Regions from separate parts of the Mus musculus genome. Here region 1 is linked to region 2. Evidence: chromatin contacts called from public Hi-C data. All regions are on one chromosome and are shown on one strand. The core of a region is the stretch at or near the end of the contact, and the rest is flanking DNA. Distances in the headings are between cores, read along the strand shown. Region 1 has its middle 210 kb from the start of Csnka2ip. Region 2 holds the start of Epha3 (Eph receptor A3).

Region 1 (6,604 bases), core at 3,405-5,904, 530 kb before region 2:
CTGTCTCAAAAAAAAAAAAACCCCAAAAAACCAGAAATCAAAACAAAACAAAAAAGAAAGATTTAGATGTTGACATGGTTTCTCAGATGGCTATCTTTATAAAAAGATGCTCAAAACTCCATTACATAGACAAGGCACGTTTCTCCTTCACATGATTTATATGGTTGCTCATAAGAAAAATCTTTATTCTTGTCAGAGAGCAAAACTGTTTATTTTGAGGGTTGACTGAGATATACACGAGAGATTTGAAAAAATCAGCTTCAATTAAAATTTCAATTGCTGTGATTACACATCATGACCAAAGTCACTTTGGGGAGGAAAAGATGTATTTCACTGATAGCTTCACATCACAGTCCTTCAACTAAGGAAGACGGGCAGGAACTCAAGGAAGAAACATTGAGGCAAGAACTGATGCAGAAGCCATGGAGGGATGCTGCTTACTGACTTGTTCATGTCTGCTTACCCTGCTTTAGTACAGCATCCAGGGCCAATAGTGATGCAGTGTGAGCTGGATCCTCTTACACCATGCATCAATAGAAAAAAAATGCATCATGGGCAATTCTGGTGTGGAAATTTTCTCAAATGAGCTTTCTTTCTTCCAAAATAATTCTAGCTTATATCAAGTTGAGGTAAATAGGTCAGAACAGCAGCTCAAAACTTTCTTGTGCATTTCATACTCAAAATTAATAGTTTGAGCACTTTAAGTTTTAAATTCCTATCAGTACTTTATAGATAAGATTCAGAACATTTGGGGAGCAGAAAAATTTGAAAGTAGAATTTAAAATGTACACTAATGTTAATTTTCACATAGTAGAGAATATATTTTGTCACATATTTCCAAAATAAGACAAAATCAAAAGACCATCAAATAAATTAATATATATTTTATTTTAATGTAGTCAAGATACTGCCTCTAAATAACTGTAGATTTAAACAACATTGATTACACTGCTTACCTGATATTCCAAATTAATTTAGCAGCAAATACTAAAGGTATGACAAATTGGGTGATATAGTAATAATTATGAGGAACTATGAATTTTTATTAAGGTTAACTTCAACTTTCCCAAACTAAGGAAGTTAATTGGTAAGTATAACTGGTTGGACAATTGTACTAAATAGAGTCAAGTCAAGTTCAAATGAGATGCAACTATGTAGACATTGCTTTGAAACAGTAGTAAAATAATATAGGGAAATACAAATTAGTGGATGCAAATGTGAAGGCTGCAAAAAATACTTAGTGGAAGAGAGCATATAGATTTTCAAACACAAGTCTCAATAATATGCAACTAAAATTTGTCAGAAATAAAAGCTACTCTCAAAGTTGACTGCCAACACAACCTCTTTGTCACATTCACAGGCTTTGTGCAAATGCAGAATTTTGAGGGGTTCATTGTGGTTTTATTTGGAGACAATGCTTGAAATATACTTAATTCTATCTGGGCCAGGGAAGAGATATAAGGAGACGTTTTAGAAAGAAACAACCAAAACAATTCATTTATGCAAATAATTGACTCGGGATATTTGATTTCTTCTGAGATGAGTCAATGTGCATTAAATTAACAACATACTAATTTAGGTAGAGTAGAAAATGGCAGTCTATGCTTTCGCAAACCATTGCATTAGCATAGAAGTATAATCATGATGGTGGTAAATAATAAACAAAGTGGTCCATTTTAATTATCAGTCTTGTTTGATTTTGATTGACATTATATTATTTAAGTATGCTTTTAAAATGTGTATCTTAGGTGTTTTGAAAATGTAAGCCTAGCAAAATCTATTAGTAGTCAATAATCCAATGATTTCGTGAACTGAAGTACAATTTACTATGCAGCTACTTAACGACTTTCCCTAATGAAAACTCTCAACTAATTATTCACTTAGCTTTCTTCACTTATTTAAATTGATCTGAGTCCACAGGGAAGGGACTTTTTACAACATTTGTATTTCTTTCTCGCTAAATATTAGTCTCTGAAAGGTCATACGGTGAATATATTAGGCTTCTCAGGCCATAGGGGCCATTGTTGCAATTCAACTTGATCACCATCATGTAGGAGCAGTGGTATGTGAATGAATGAGACTGGTTATATGTCAATAAAGTTTTATTTATGACTTACTCTACATAAAGCCCATAAATGCAGACCCTTGACCAGGTGAATCTTCTGATCTTTAATAATAATAATAACAAACCCCACAAATATAACAGACAAAATATTATTGAATAGTTGATATGTGTTTAATTCCACAGGGTAACATGAATAATTATCAGAGTTGCATTTATAAAGCAGAGTGCCTGCATCTCTTTTGTGATGGATTTTGAGGAAGACTTGAATAAAACATTAAGAATTTTAGTTATATTTGTTCATAATTATTACCCTGGTTATATTGTTGTGTCATTTAATTATTAAAAGTAAAGATTCACAAGTGAATCTTAGTCTGTACTGAAGTAGGAGTTTCAAAACTGAGTAAATACGGAGACAATGGGTTAGTCTCTGTAATCCCTAGGGCTGTGAATACTTTTATAGATTTTGAAAGTTTCACTCTATTTCCCATCACTTGGAATAGGTTTATTCAACATGTAGAATCGGTATCTATTGCAAATGACACTTTCCATGTACTATTTCTTCTCTTCCCATCTTAAATTCTAACTTATTTTAACAGATACTCAAAACTGTATACCTATATGCATGTGTGTGTGTTATGTGTAAGTGTGTACATATACATTTAAATATGCATGTTTATAAGGTAATGCCAGACAAAAATGTATGATTTCATTTATGAGGAGTATGTGAAGCAGGAAAACTTATGAACTTGGGAAATAAATGAGCATTTGTCAGAAGCTTCAAGTCAGGGAAGATAGAAAGATCTTTACAGGGTATGTAGGTTCTTTCTGAAGCTGTGATACAATTCAAATTAAGGGTTCTATATTCTGAAAAACAAATGAATTTATATTTTAAGTGGGCATCCTGGAGAGCATGTAAATTGTCTTTCAAAAACTCCATCCAAAAAAGCAGAACAAAATATAATAAAATGGCCTCTTCACCGGGCTTTTAATTAGCTTAATTCCTCGTAGTGATCCGAGGTTCTTCTAACCTGGAGCTGAAACAGATAGCTCATCCATGCTGCAGAATCACTACGGCATATAGACATTCATAGAGTGATATCAAAAAACTCCTGATAGCTAATATTGTGAAGAATTTGGGATTGTGCGTGTCTGGGTAAACTTAGTTTTTGTTGCTGTTGTTTTGTGAGCATGTATGTGTTTGTGTGTATGTGCATGTGTGCAGATCTTTAGCTTTCTAGAACATCTTCCAGCTGCATAATAAAGCCTGAGATATGCGTGGGAAGCTCCTTGGTTTATATCTCTAAAAGACTAGATCAAGTCTGGTTATGCTATTACCATTGACCCGTGAAGAAACCAAATCTTTTTCAAACTACTGAACAAAAGGACCAGATTTTCATCAGCTCTGATAGATGGATTATTGAATTTTTTTTCTATTTTTATCTCTTTTCTTTCATGTAAATAGCCATATTAGCAATTATCATCATCTGAAATGGTGCAGAGCCATGTGGCCCAAGAACAAGGATTCGGAACTTAATTGTACAGGATGTTGTTTCTCTTTATGATGAGGTTGTACTTAAAAATGTTGAAAACCCCATGACATGAGGTGACTTTATTTATTTATTTTTGTAGCTATAATTGTGGATGAACACAAGAACCTGATTTAATTAAGCAAAGTTTTATGGAATGTGATCTTCCTCAGTTTTGCATAGCTTGCGTCTCCTTATGTCTTATGTTAATTGACTTTTAACAGGCACATTTTAGAGTTTTCCTTCAGCAGTAAAAGTGATGGCTTTGACTCTAAATTAATTCACAATGTAAGCCAAATATATACATTGCTCATTTTAAATTTTACCTTCCATTACTTATGTGCATATATCAAATGCCATAGTGATGTTTATTGTTTTGCCAGCTTTAGTGTTTTCTAGGGACATTCTGGTAACGTCAGTATATTTAGGCACAGCATTTGGTTGCTTCATTAGGTATAGCATAATGCTGTATTACCATCAAAGATTTTATTGTGAAATTTTGGCATTGTGTGCAGGCTTTTTTTTTTCCATATGGGTAACTTAGGGTAAAAACAAGAAGTTGTATTCATTCATTTGACCTCATCTTCAGGTTACACAACTCCGGCAACATATGCTGGTAACATTATGCAAAAGTCTGTCTTCCTTTAGATCAGAGATGTTGATAGGGATAGATCATAAAATCAAAACAAACCCAGCACACTAGTAACTAGGGGAGGGGCTGTCTTTACAACGCTGGCATGGATTTTCTCTGTTCAACTACAGCTTTCATGTGCAGAATAAAAAAAGGGGGGCGGTAGTGAAAGCTAAATATCTATGAGTCCCTTTCCCTAATCTGTCACAGGCCACTGACTGGGTTAATAGCTAGGAGGAAAAGCTATCTTGTCAACGGCAACTGAACTTTCATCTCAACCAAGATCTTCCATCAATGAGTTGTCAAAAATAGAAAGGAAAAGAAAAGGATATTCTCTGACGCTCTTCCATTTTACCCTGCGGAGCACCTGCTGCCTTAAATGATGCCAAGCTGACTGGCAGCAGGTAGTTTCTGAGGAAAAAAAAACCCAGCTCCTTTCCCCCCACCTGCCTCCTGCAAGGCTCCTCCAGCCTCCGCTGAGTCTTTGGCAGGGGATTGTTCTAGGGAAAGTCAATAGGGCCTGCTGTCAGCACACTGTGCCTCTGACCATTTGTAAAGGCTTAGCCTTCTTCAAGTTTACTTGTCAGCAGCCTTGCTTTGAAATGGATTTCTGCGTCAATGTGTGCTGCCTCCTACTCATGTCAGGAAGTGGTCATAGGGGCCTGATTGGATTCCTTTTCAGGATCCTGGCAGTAATGATACTCACTGTCTGCCATCCTTCAGGAAATATCTTTCGCAGCAAAGGCACTGGTGAAAAGACGCCACTCGAGCTTTTTCCCTGAAGAATGCTGATAATCACTAGGCCACATATATGGATATTTATAACATGCTTGAAATGTATTCTTGTCCTAGACACGGAGTGTCTTTATTATTAAAAGAATGAAATCACAAGCAATGGGCAGCACACAACAGTCAACATCTCCTAACACAATGGAGTTTTCACAGATATAGAAATGTCAGGCAGTCAATGTCTGAAGATTATACAGACTTTTCTGCTGAAGGTCTTAACTACTCAGTCTATAAATTCATGCATGGTTAAAAGGTTTTGGAGGGAAGAAATGATCTTGTAGGTGCGTTTCTTATTTTGCATAGTAGCTACCATAAGTGGGCCCTAAGTTTTTTAAAGGTAGATCAGAATAATTAATTATGATTTGAATTTCTTTTATCATGAATCTCTCTGAACATCAGTATTTTTGTGGACATTGACTGAGAGCATTTAATCTACTCATTTATTCTTTTCTTTATAAGACAAATTACCTTAAGGGTAGGATGCTGTAGACTATTTGCCTCACAGTGTTGGGAGACTGTCAGGATGCATTCCAAAAATGGAGCCATGTGTGGGGATTTCTGAGCGTTTGTGAGAAAACTCCAAGAAACCAAGACAAGAGTATTGTAACCTCAGTGTCTTTAGAAATACAAAATTGTTCTTGAATTATGTTTCAGGCCTCTCCCAGATGTAGTGGATAGGAGTGAGTTTACATAATATTATTCACAATAATTGTCTCTTGTTAGTAGTTTACATGCCTTTATGCGAAAACATGATTTTGCTGTGTGTGTCTTGTCCTTGGGATTGTGACTCCTCTTAACCCCCAGGGTATAAATTGTCTGAGGCTCTGAACAAAGTTTGCTATTGAATGACACTTTACTTTGCCTCATTTATAGGTGCCATTCTCTCAAGTCCCACTGCCTCTACAGTGGTGATAAGTGACACCTGTACTAGGTACCTGAAGTTAGCTACGAGGTAAAAGAATAGGGACCCTCGCCAGAAAGAGGTGACTAAGAGTAATGGGGTAGAAACCAGAAAAGAGATTGCCTTATGTTGAGCTTGTACATCACTTTATAGGGGGCAGCTCAAATATTAAATGTTAAACAACTATCAATAAAATATACAGAAAGGGAAATTTTCCCCATTCAGGCAAAATTGAAAGTAAAAACAGAGCTACTGATAGCTATGCCCTAACAATGACTTCCTCAGCTCCCTTACTGGAGCCTCCTTTAAATATTTATCTTCTCTTTCCTGCAGATCCTGAAGTATGGATTGAGGTCTTGATAATCAACATAATCTTTATTCTCTCTCCTTCTTGATGAGAATTTAGGAGAGTCTATGAAAATAAAATGATAAGCTTGCAACCTAGGCAAGTTGAGGTAAGACAGGGAAAGGACTTTGTTTCTCAACTGTTCCCTCGTTTGCTTGGTGTTTCCAATACCCTCATCAATTGATGTAAAACTCTAAAAGGAGCAGTGGCATTGGGCAGTCCTCACATATTATCCCAAGAGGCAAGGAAACAAACATAGCTTTTAAAATTCAGACCTGAAGAAGCATTTGTGTGTCCTGTGGATTATTCACTGCCTGTAACCTTACTTATTTTGTTCACTAAACTG
Region 2 (6,374 bases), core at 373-2,872:
AGGAAGTAATACGTTCATAAAGACCAGCATACCATCATGACCTTTCCAAATGCTTTTAAATTGCAATCTGAAATAAATGTCATTTCTTTCAAACTCTCAGTAAAAAAAAAAAATCATATCCAGCTATGAAGCAATGTAACTGTTGTGGAACTGCAAACATTATGAGGCAATCCCCACTCTCTCCATTTTCTGGTCAACAAACCTTATTTTCAATGGAGTCAGATTTAGCACTGGTGGGCTCTACAGCCTCTGGTGGCCTAATGTGAGAAGGAGTTAGGGAGACAAGTCTCTCGAGGAAGTGTGAACAGAATCAGTCTCTTCCATCTGGCTTCTTCAACCCAACCCATCTTTACCAAACAGTCAACAAAGAGTATCAGAAGCCATTAGCCTAAATTCCAGGGTCATAGAAAGTGGAGTGCTTGTGAAATACACATCTTATTATCAGGACCCTTAAAAACCTACTCCGTCTCCCTTCTCAGGGCTCTAACACTGATCACTGGCGTTAACGTTGTCAACCTAATTTTCCGTTTTGAAGCCGTGTAAGGAAGTCATCTTGCTCCTTTTCAGGATAGGCTGAGATGGATGGGTGGTTGAGAGGGTTGGTGAGGAATCATTTTCTGGGACCTATTTCAAAGATAATTCAAAAGAGATCTTAAAGTAGAAATTGGATAAATTACATGGCTGAAGTAGGTTGCAGTGAGGTTGTTCAGCATGAGACCGTTTGTAACCATCATGCAAAGTAATTTAGCAAGTCCAAGGACATTGTTCTCTAGGAAATACTGGATTTTTCAGCGTTAAAAGAGCAGCCTTCAAATAGTCCCAGATTAGTGGCAGCTGGAAGGCAGAACAGGGAGCTATGAGTTAATCTCCGAGTCTCACAAAACAGGAAAGTTCTAGTGCTAGCTAGTTGTAGGCAGGAGCATTCCTTGTTCAGGACTTTCGATTTATATTGCAAATCCAGCAACCATCCGATGGAATGAGTGGTAGTCTGAAGCTATGGCTTTGGCTAGGATTGTTCCTGTCCTGGGAGGGCAACGGCTATTTGCCAGTGTTCAGAACCTGACTGTGACCTCTCTGTTTCAGCTGAGATTGCTGTATCAAATGCCTTTAACAGCCCCAATACCATGTGGTAGACTGAGCAGTCTACTTTTATCTTGTTGAATCACTAAGAGGACTGTGAACACACAGAACACAGTAAACGGATTAATTGCAATGGTCTTTGTCGTTCTACAATAATTGAATGAACGTCTTCCACTTTTAAAAACAATACTACTTTTTTGAACATTAGTTTCAACTCACAGTACCTCTAATAGGGATCTTTCAGAAATAGGCAACTGATCAAGTATAGCAAACAAATAGCTGCCTTCCCGTGAAAACGGAATGGCTCCCAAGACTCTCCGTCGCTGTCGCTGTCCCAGCACATCTTCTGGCTTTCCTACCCCACCAGCAACACTCTCGACCTCCACCCCTCTGCGTTCTTCCGCAGCTCCGTGGAACGGAGCTGGCTGCCAGCCATGGGGCTGCCCTGCTCTTCTTCAGCGCCCGCTGGCGACGGCACTAGGACCCAGAGAAGTCCCCGAGCGGGGTTCGCAGAAAGGCAGCCAGACTCCTCCTTATCTCCAGTGTCAAACTTGACATCAGACTGCGAGCGGAGCATGGTAACTTCTCCAGCAATCAGAGCGCTCCCCCTCACATCAGTGGTATGCTTCGCGGAGATATGCTCCTCTCACTGCCCGGTGCACCAGCAACATGGATTGTCACCTCTCCATCCTCGTCCTGCTCGGCTGCTGCGTCCTCAGCTGCTCCGGAGAACTGAGCCCACAGCCTTCCAACGAAGGTAAGCCAGGTAACCGCGCCGCTCCCGCCGGAGCGGAGCCCACAGCCCCCGGACGGCGCTGTTCCCTGAGATGCCCAGAAAGCAGTGGCAGCGAAAAGATTGTTTGCCCAGTAGCAATCCCAAAACACTTTTGGGGGATGTCTTGGGATTGTAGAAACCTTTAAAAATAATAATAAATCTGTTTTTAATCTGATAGCGAGCGATTCAAGTGATTACCACATTTACCAATTTGAACCAGAAAGAAAGAAAACCTTCGGTTTCTTTTTTTCTTTTTTTCTTTTTTTAACAACCCAGACTGTTAATTGCCAAATAGCCAAGGCAGTATTTTATTTTCTAATTATGACCATGTGGTTCTTTGAGAAGTTTCAAAGAAAAGGCTAGCCTCTCTTGAGATCCCCGCGGTGTGTTTTAAAGATAATGACAGGTTGCTCCTGCTTACACCCTTTGGCACTTATGAATGGACTGGAGAGAAGGGGGCTCGTTGGACCCGAGGTGTTTGAGTGCGCGCGTGTGTGCATGTGTTTATGTTACAACCGCCTTATTGAAGTGCTGTGGATCCCGCCGGGCGATGCTGTGCTCAGCGATACAGGTTCTCATGGGTAGCATATGCATGCCACATTATTAACAGCAGTGATGGTTCAAGGGATATACAGTGAGCTTAAGTTGGGTTCTTTTGTAAAAAGGCCTTTCATACACATAGAAGGATGCATTTAATGATTGATTGATAATTAGCTCCTGGGTAGATACAGTAAATAACAGACTAGCAAATTAGAAAGAACACTCATGGAAAGCTAACGGCATTTCCTTGATGCTGGATTAATTATTGTCAGTGTAACGGGCATCCTTGCATTCTCAATGGATCAAAGTGTAAACCTAATATTGAGAATATTTGTTTTCGTGGATACTGAGCAGACTCATGATATTTTTTTCAGACTTTTCATTATCTAGTTTTAATGATTTGTGAATACAAACTCTTAAGACAACTTCTCTGAATAATTGATTGCCTTGCAGCAACACTTACAACTTTAATTTCCTCTTAATGATTTTGAACATTGAGAATTGTATCGAGCAAGTTAACAATAGAGGACAGCTGAAGTGCAGGGAGCACAGTAGCTGTACAACACTCACTTAAAAACGTTTTGTAGAGCCAATGTTGTAGACATTATGCTTATGCCCATGTGAAAGAAAAATGTATGTAAACCCATTAGCACAAAGACCGCTTCCCATGTTTGGTGACCCACTTTCACGCTAATGGGACAGTTTAATTTTCTTTCCTTAGTGCCTTGGCTGCCTTTATCAGTCTGACTGGTTTTATTATTTTTTGTTTGCTTTTCAGTAGAGAAGTAGTGGTTTTTTGTTTGTTTGTTTGTTTGTTTTTCTTTTCATCATGAAGATGGGAAAACTGATTTTTTCCACAAATCACTTATTTAGTAATACAAATTAAAATGTTCACTTAAAAATAATCATCAGCCATTCTTGAAAGAAAGGTCATCCTGAGTGGTCATCTGCGCATGAGTAACACAGCAGTATGTTAAATTCTTTTAAAATATTTTTCTCAATATATTAAAATACTAACAATAACTAGAAAATAATATAACTGGCACTTTTATTTATTTATTTATTTTTGCTGAGTTGTCTTTTTCCAAATAGAATGTGTACGGACTACCCAGACAATGATCTCACTGAATTAGTGATGTGTAGGATAGAGATGAACTTACGTTTATGGTCAACTTAACCTCACTTTAAATTGCAAATAATAATAATAATGACCTTAGTTTTATTCATACTCATATAAAAGCAATGCCTATTAATTTAATGTAATAAGTATAATTAAATCTTAATTACCATTAAACCACTTTATATATGTATAATTGAATAGTGTATGTAAATAGTCATGTATTAATACCATAGAGCTATAATGGTAAAAATACTTATAAAACTAATATAGTATTTAATTGGCTTAGCTGAAAGTTTTATGTATCTATTGTTCACAGGATTGGTCTTTTCAGACACTATCATATGGCTGTCTCGCTCTCTTTACAAGGATAAAACAAAAGTTAAAATGATTAGTTTAAGTTAGATAACACTTCAATGAGACTTTAAATATTTATCAAATATCTTGGCCCTAAGCAGTTGAGTTGAGTCATATGGGAAGTGAAAATTTCTGATCTGTGCCACAATTTCCATGCAGTAAGCTGGACTCATAGATAGAGTTAAGATAAAGAGAACCAGATAACGTAGCTTTCCTATATAGCTAAGATAAAGTCAACCAGTTAATGCTGCTTTCTTGTTTCATCAGTAGTTTGAAACCTAAAGCTATATAGGAAGAGGCTATATAGGAAGCTATATAAAGAGCTCCTTATATATAAGAAAATAAATTATACTTGAAATGTGATGCCTAACGTGCTTTAAAACTACAGAAAACCTGCAGCAACATATTTACTAACATATATTCTCCTATCTATCATGGGATAGACATGACAAAGTTGGATGAACAAAACCAGGCCATTGAGCTGATTGCTAAGAAACTCATCTTTATGGGAGTTTTAACAAAAAAAAAAAAAAAAAAAATGAGATGGCTAAATAAAACTATTGAAATTCCAGGAGTCCAAAGTAAAGAAAAATAACTTAAGAGTTTGCGTGAATGTCCCAGTTCATCAGTTAATTATGTGACTTTCTAATGTGATTTTGATAAAGTGACTCCAACTGCTACTTTGCCTCCATGGTCTTGTGGATAATATAGAGCTGTATGATTCCGAGGATGCCTTAAAACCTTGCCTGAAGACCCACGCAGAAGGTAGTAAAGAATTTGTTAACAATGATCAGTTCTTTCCACTCACGTGGCACGAGAAGAAAATTCTACTGAGAAATTAGTTACTTCTCAAAGTAAAATTAGTACTGGACAGTTCTGTGTGGGACAGCCTTAGGCTCAGTTCTGTGTGGGACAGCCTTAGGCTCAGTTCTGTGTGGGACAGCCTTAGGCCCATTCTTCCTTGCAGGGACTCAGATCATGGCAAACAGTAACTTTTGAAAGATGTTAAAGCTTGATACAGAGGGAAGTGATCAACCTTCCTTAGCTCACCCAACTTTACAACTGCATGAAGTACTCTCTATACATACTAAATACTTGTAGCTGTCTGAAGCAAAATGGACTGCTTATTCAATATTATATGCAACATATTCCATCGAACAGTTTCCACAAATTGTATTCACACCTATCCTTTGCATTATTTACACTGAAAATGAGAGTTTTTTTTTTTAATACAGTTCAGTAAAATTCAGTCCCCATACCTAAATACTTCTTGCTGAGATACTCTTTTCTGTAGTGTATCTGTGGGACACTGTCTCTGAAACATTCTTCCTTTAACGTAAATCTCTGCTAAGTACAAGAAAGACTATGCAATTGTTGGACGATTAATAGTAAAACTTGCCTATGTATACTATATACTTCTCTTGGAGCAGTGGGCAAATGTTGACACAATAAATATTTAAGTCACAGATTTTTCACTTTGAAAATTTGTTCTTAATTGGCATCCCCTTTAATGTATATAAACTCTTACTCTCAAATAAAAACTCTCTGTGATTGAAACATTAACAGAGAGCTAAGCTATCATGTCATCTTTATAGGCTTTTTTTTTTTAAAAAAAGAAAAAGAGCTTACATTTGCTTTTAATAGCATTTCTTCATGCTAGACTAAATAATTGAATGCATTATACATTTCTGTAATTTAATAGTTCTCCTAATAGCTTGCCCCTCCTCCCACCCCCAACGGTTATAACTGTGTGCTGTTTGCCTGAAGGTAGAAGAACCCTTAATTTCACTGCTTCATAACCCACAACAGTTAACACTTGACCTAGGTCATTAACAGGATTATCAGCAAATTTGTTTAAGCTTTTACTGACAATCTGAATTGCTATGATAATATTTTGACTGTGCCAAAAAAGTAACTTCTTGTAACCTCTCAAAATTGATCATGAAATTAATTCATTTTGAATTTATATCTTCCTCCTAAAGAATAATGTTGATATCATTAAATTCAAGTGAGGAAGTATTCACTTTAAGACCCAACTCATCTCAGTGTTGACATCAGTTCTTGTCAGAAGTAAAAAATTAGTAATCCCTTTTAAATATAAGTATTCTAGCAAGTATAGTGAATTTAGACAGACAAAACACCCTCGCCATAGCTATGAACATTTTCAGCTTTATGCTTTTTTATACTGATTCTGTGATGGATACAAATTTTCTTCTCCCCGTAAAGTAAAAAGTTATGGGTATAAGTCAGAAGTGACTGTACCTATAAAATGTAAACACTATTGCTACAGGCTAATTCAGTTTTACTATACAGAAATTTATCTTCTCGATGAATTAATAGAAACTGAAAGTTTCTATGAAAAAATCAAAACTAATATATACTCTTATAACAAAATAGTATGCGATCATATTTTAAAAGTATTTACCAGTGTTTACTAACTTACAAGGTTTATAACTTGAGAAAGTTTCATAAGTTTTCTGCCCCTTGAATCTAATCATCATGGTA

Evidence for each region. A called contact is a pair of places that touch in the nucleus more often than the background predicts.
Region 1: a contact with region 2 is called in a Hi-C map of cerebellar granule neurons, with 2.8 times the contacts expected there. The contact joins the enhancer-like site here to the promoter of Epha3 in region 2. A contact is called at or near these places in 2 of 39 promoter capture datasets (hippocampal neurons and liver), 1 of 484 Hi-C or Micro-C datasets (cerebellar granule neurons) and 2 of 115 datasets of contacts at active chromatin or transcription factors (astrocytes and embryonic forebrain).

Annotation. Positions count from the first base shown.
Region 1 is chr16:64,389,746-64,396,349 of GRCm38.p6, reverse strand. No RefSeq gene overlaps it. Among named protein-coding and RNA genes, the nearest start is that of Csnka2ip, 210 kb to the left of the region's middle. Within about 2 kb of position 4,654, at least 3 of the 459 cell types and tissues checked have an H3K27ac peak or open chromatin away from gene starts, as enhancers often do. A contact at or near this core is called in cerebellar granule neurons, where this site is marked.
Region 2 is chr16:63,859,423-63,865,796 of GRCm38.p6, reverse strand. Epha3 (Eph receptor A3) reads left to right here and starts at 1,622. Exons shown (of 17, transcript NM_010140.4): 1 at 1,622-1,837. The coding sequence starts at 1,750.